Regions from separate parts of the Triticum aestivum genome. Here region 1 is linked to region 2. Evidence: chromatin contacts called from public Hi-C data. All regions are on one chromosome and are shown on one strand. The core of a region is the stretch at or near the end of the contact, and the rest is flanking DNA. Distances in the headings are between cores, read along the strand shown.

The links. A called contact is a pair of places that touch in the nucleus more often than the background predicts.
Region 1: a Hi-C map of leaf shows a contact between it and region 2, with 1.6 times the contacts expected there. The contact joins the enhancer-like site here to the promoter of LOC123189599 in region 2.

The regions. Positions count from the first base shown.
Region 1 is chr2A:589,469,180-589,471,879 of IWGSC CS RefSeq v2.1, reverse strand. No RefSeq gene overlaps it. Among protein-coding and RNA genes, the nearest start is that of LOC123189602, 36 kb to the left of the region's middle. Within about 2 kb of position 1,284, at least 1 of the 8 cell types and tissues checked has an H3K27ac peak or open chromatin away from gene starts, as enhancers often do. A contact at or near this core is called in leaf, where this site is marked.
Region 2 is chr2A:589,427,314-589,430,013 of IWGSC CS RefSeq v2.1, reverse strand. LOC123189599 (pentatricopeptide repeat-containing protein At1g06710, mitochondrial) reads left to right here and starts at 1,403. Exons shown (of 3, transcript XM_044602052.1): 1 at 1,403-2,700. The coding sequence starts at 1,541. It overlaps LOC123189600, which reads right to left and starts at 1,264. Exons shown (of 2, transcript XM_044602053.1): 1 at 997-1,264; 2 at 1-159. The coding sequence starts at 127.

The DNA of each region.
Region 1 (2,700 bases), core at 35-2,534, 42 kb before region 2:
CCTGATGGGTTGGGAATACCACTGTCCACCTAACCAACTCAACCACAGGTTGATTCGCGGAGCCAGGAGTTGTTAACAGTCTAGTATGAGTATGGTGTTTTGCCTTGGCTCTTTCTTTTTAACTAGTAATAATGTACGTGCAACTCACGTTTATATTGGGTAGGATATTAGCTGCACGTTATATTAGGTAAGATATATCTGTTGCATGTTGGTATTTGGTAAGATATCAATTACTTTTTCACGGGAATGGTAGGATATTAGTTACATTGCAGATTTCAAGGGATAGCGTTGACTCAAAACGTGTTTATAACCAATGGTAGTGGTGGGTAATTAGAGCGTTAAACGTGTTTGGTGCTCAACATTGGAGTGATTTAAACCGCTAGATAACATGATTTGACGGTCGAGATGGTTTGGATCTGCACATTTGGGTCTTTTTATAAAGAAAATGAGATCCATGGGCACTAGCGCACCTAGGACATTTTTTGATAGAAGAATCCCACCCGGGTGAGGTCGCGGAAATTCGCTCCTGACAGGAGTCGAACCCCGGTCTGCAAGGTACCGCCACTGCGTCCTTGCCACTGGGCTACTGCCCAGTCCTTTTTGGGTCTCTTTATATTAGTATAGATAAAAGTTGAGGCAGGGCCGGGTAACCCCTCTCATTTCAAAAGAAAAAGCACCAGGCACCTGTTAAACGGTCCCAACATAATAAATATTCTTTTTTGAACTTGTCCCAACATAATAAAGATGAAGTCAGGGAGTAACAAAGCTGCGCAACTTCCCCACTAATTCTCATGTATACTTTCGTCTTTTGGCATGCGAATGACATGTTTAGACCGGTCCACTACACTTCACATATAATCATCTTTCGGTTGACACGCTTAAACCGTTGAGCAACAGAAAGACTTAGAATAACAAAGCACTAGAACCTTGGCGGGAAAGTACTTTATGTAATGTCAGCACCAACTTTCCTCTCCGCAGCCTCTGCTTGCAAGGCAAGCTGCATGCGTGCATGCTCTCCCCGTTCCTTGGCGACCAAGGCCATGTTGCGGACTAATCGCGGAACTCAAACTCCGAGATCGCGACACGTACGGACTAATTGTACCACCCAATAGTTTTCATCCCTGACTTGTACTGGAATATCCTGTATAAGTGAGTATAATACTGCAGGTCAAACCGTGTCATACGAACCAGCGCCACAGCTTCTAGAAGGAAAATGGCAGACCAAAATCAACCTGTAGCTGTACGTATCTACTCCTAGTTTAATCATCGATCTCGATACTCAATCCCTGTCTGACCGAAGGTCAGCGGCTCATCGTCATTCGCCTCGCAGTACGCGTATGCGTACTGTACCATGAAATGGGAATATATATACACCCAGCTGACGTCACGGCGTGCATCACCGGTAGCGTCGGAATGAATGGGAACGGTTCAGTCCCGTACTGCTACGAACTGTTAAGGGCTTGTTTGGTTTCAATAAGTCACATGATTTATAAATCAGGTGACTTAAAACCAGTGACTTATAAGTCACGCATGTTTGGTTGTCACCTGACTTATAAATTATCTAACCACATTTTCTCATTTTGTTTTTTATGTAAAGGTGGTGGGACCCACGTAAAAGGAGGTGACTTTTTAAGTTGGGGTGAAGCAACTTATGACTTATAAGTTGGGATGATTTATAAGTTGGGTCTGTTTGACAAAATAAGTCACTATTTTACTTTTCGACTTATAAGTTAATGACTTATTTGAAACCAAACACAGCCTAATTCGTAGGAGCCCTCTACTGCTACGCTGCGCTACGCACGTTCGGGCCGAAGCATGCGCGAACGACGCCACCACCAGCTATTGTGCAGTGCATTCCTCAAAAAAAAAAATGTGCGGTGCAGTGTATGGTCGGGGAGCAAAGCAAGCAGTGGAGGCTGAGCAAACCATTTCTTTTCTCATCTTATTTTACGTGCATGTGTGTATCTGGTCTCTTCATTCCTTGCCTGAAGAAACATGTTTTTCATCTTGCCGTTTGTCTGTCGTCTCCACTTTCGTGTGTTGGGGCGGCCGATCGTTAGTTTTTTTCGAAGGACCAGCGAAGCTGGTGTTTTATTGATAATGAGCAAGGAGTAGATGGCAAAGTGGCAAGGCGGCGATCCGTAGATCAAGGAAATAAGAAGAAGAAGGTAAAAATGGTGCCTGCGGCACCAAGACCGCTAGCCTATTCTCCAGGTTAGTCCCCGAAGGGGCTCTGGATGGACTTCGCGCCGCCATGCTGCCATAGGTTTAGACCTCTTCTGATCGCAAGGAGAACATCATTCACGTCTGCCGTCTTTGCTCTAAAAATGCAATTGTTTCTTTCCCGCCAGATCTCCCAAAGGGCAAGCATTGCGAGGGCCTTGATTCCTTTTCTGAAATTTGGTGGCGTGGCCTCGACCATAGCTTGCACTTTGTCCAGGGAGCTGCTCCTGCCGATCCAAGTTTCTTGGCGCATGGCATGACAAAGCTGCCAGGTTGAGATTGCCTCCCAGGTTTGAGCCGCAACGTGGCATTGCCAGAACAGATGCATGGAGCTTTCCTGGTTTCGCACGCACAACTGACAGAAATAATTGTTGGGCCAGCCTCTTCTTTGCAGACGATCGTTGCACCAGAGATGGTCCTGGTGAAGCAGCCAGGCAAAAATCTTCAGCTTTGAGGGTGCCCAAGTGTCCCAGATGA
Region 2 (2,700 bases), core at 154-2,653:
GGACCTTGAGAAACTTGTAGGAGGATTTCCGTGGGAAGTTCTTGTAGCTCGGTGAGAGTACCCTTGTTCCCGTATATAAACCATAGTTGGCAAGGCCAATGGCAATATAATTTGGCGCACACGCCATAAAGAAACACCGTCACCGCCTGAAGATTTTTTCTAAATAAAAACATAGACATGCAATTAGATATGATGTTGTTGCCCCGATGACAAGAATTAGCAGGAAACTAGTATGATTAAGTCGAGAAAAGAAAAAAAGACCAAGCAGGGCAGGAGAGAAGGTTTCACACAAGTAGTGGTAGGGAAAAAAAGAACAATACCAGTGTCACCTACAGGCTATGACATATCTGAAGAAACCGAAGATGCAGTTTCTAGAGAAGAGAAACCAAAAGTCCAGGTAAAGACCGTTTTAGCTAATCTTTTGCAAAGTATGGTAATTCAGAAATGCCGTATTTCCTTGGAGATCCTACTAGGAAGTATACCAAAGATTTCCAACAGCTGAAAATGCTAGACCAGAATGATGCATTAGCTTGCTAGCAATTCCAGAGTACAAATCGCAGGGGAACACTTGCAATGGTTCACACTTCACAGGCATCAAGCATGTTAAAGTGGGTAAACTGTATCTTTCGACAATGGCGTATGGCACTGTTGGATCCATGTAACACTGCACTCCAGATGTGACTCAATTTGTAGCTATCTATGAAATATTTGTCTCAAGAAAATATGTTTACATACATTCTGCAGCCAGAAAGCAACCCCACAGCGATTTCGGCTGAAAAGCCTGATAATATCGGACAGCTAAGGCAGCGCACACTATCCCCAATTAACAGATCTGGCAAAAGGAACTACTATCACGCAACAAGAACTTCCGACTGACAAAACAATGAATTTGCTAACACTTGACTAAAGCCCGTTAATGCCATATGCCTAACAGTAAGCGCTACCAAATAACAAGGGGAAAACATGATTTGCCTCTGGGATAAAGTTCAAACTCACCTGTGCTCCCCAAATGGCAGAGAAGATTCTGCAGTGGAATTGCGTCGAGCAGCTGGCGCGCGAACTACAACCACCCAGGAAATCAAGTGTTTCAGGGCAGGTGAGTCGACAATTCGCTCCCCAGATTTCACCTACGGAGGCGGACGGATTTAGCCAAGAAACGAAAGAGATCAGGAGGCAACGAATTGATGGAAAAAGGAAGAAGCGAGGCTGAGACTGAGACTGAGAGAGGAAGGGGAGAGATGAGGGAGGTGTGGTGTGGCGGACTAGGCTATGCGGGCTGCGACTTTCTACGTCTGTGTGACCGGGGCCCCACCGTCAGAGCCATGAGCTACTACAGTAGATTGTATACACATTACAGTTACAGGAGCGTTTTCTTTTACCGAAATACCCTCCGCCACTAGGGTTTATCCCCTACCTCCGCCACCCCCAAAACCTCCATGGCCGGGGCGCCACCAAACCCCACCACCGCCGCCGCCTCTGCCTCCATTTCCACGGCCCATCCGCCGCCCCTCCCCACCCCCACCCCTGCCCCCGCCGACCCATGATAACCCGCCGTGCGGCGGCGGTAGCCCTACGCGCCTCCCTGCGCCGCGCCCGCTCCTCCCACGCCGCCGACACCGGCGACCTCCTGCCAGGCCTCGTCGACCGGCCCACGCCGCGCCCCGGGCCCCGCGTCTCCCTCCACGACTTCGCCTTTATCAGGGACCCTGCCCCCGCGCCCCCCGCCGCCGCCCTCCCGCCCCCGGAGGTCGTCCTGATCTCCAAGGCGGTGCGGGCCTACGGCGCCGACTTCGACGGCAAGGCCGAGCGGTTCCTGCGACGGTACCGCGAGTTCCTTACCGATTCCGTCGTGGTCGCGGTGCTCAGGGCGGTGCGCTCCCCGGAGCTCTGCGTCAGGTTCTTCCTCTGGGCCGAGCGCCAGGTGGGTTACAGCCACACTGGTGCCTGCTACGACGCGCTCGCCGAGGTCTTGGGGTTCGAAGACCGCGCCAGGACCGCCGAGAGGCTGCTTAGGGAGATTGGGGAGGATGATCGTGACGTGCTCGGCAGATTGCTCAATGTGCTGGTGCGGCAGTGTTGCCGCCAAGGCATGTGGGGCGAGGCGCTTGAGGAGCTTGGGAGGCTGAAGGACTTTGGGTACAGGCCGTCCGCGGTGACCTACAATGCACTCGTGCAGGTGCTTGCGAGCGCGGGGCAGGTGGAAATGGGGTTCCGAGTGCAGAAGGAGATGTCGGCATCAGGGTTCTGCATGGACAGGTCCACAGTCGGATCCTTTGCGCAGGCTCTGTGCAAGGAGGGACGTTGGGGCGATGCACTTGACATGATAGAGAGGGAGGATTTTAAGCTCGACACTGTGTTGTGCACCCAGATGATCAGTGGACTGATGGAGGCCTCCCTTTTCAATGAGGCCATGTCATTTCTTCACAGGATGCGGTGCAACTCGTATATCCCGAATGTGGTAACATATAGGACGCTGCTCTCAGGATTTCTGAAAAAGAAGCAGCTTGGCTGGTGCAAGAGAATCATTAACATGATGATGACAGAGGGTTGCAATCCAAATCCTTCATTGTTCAATTCACTTGTGCATACTTACTGCAATGCTGAGGATTATGCATATGCATATAAACTGTTTAATAGGATGAATAACTGCGGTTGTCCTCCTGGTTATGTTGTATACAACATATTCATTGGAAGCATTTG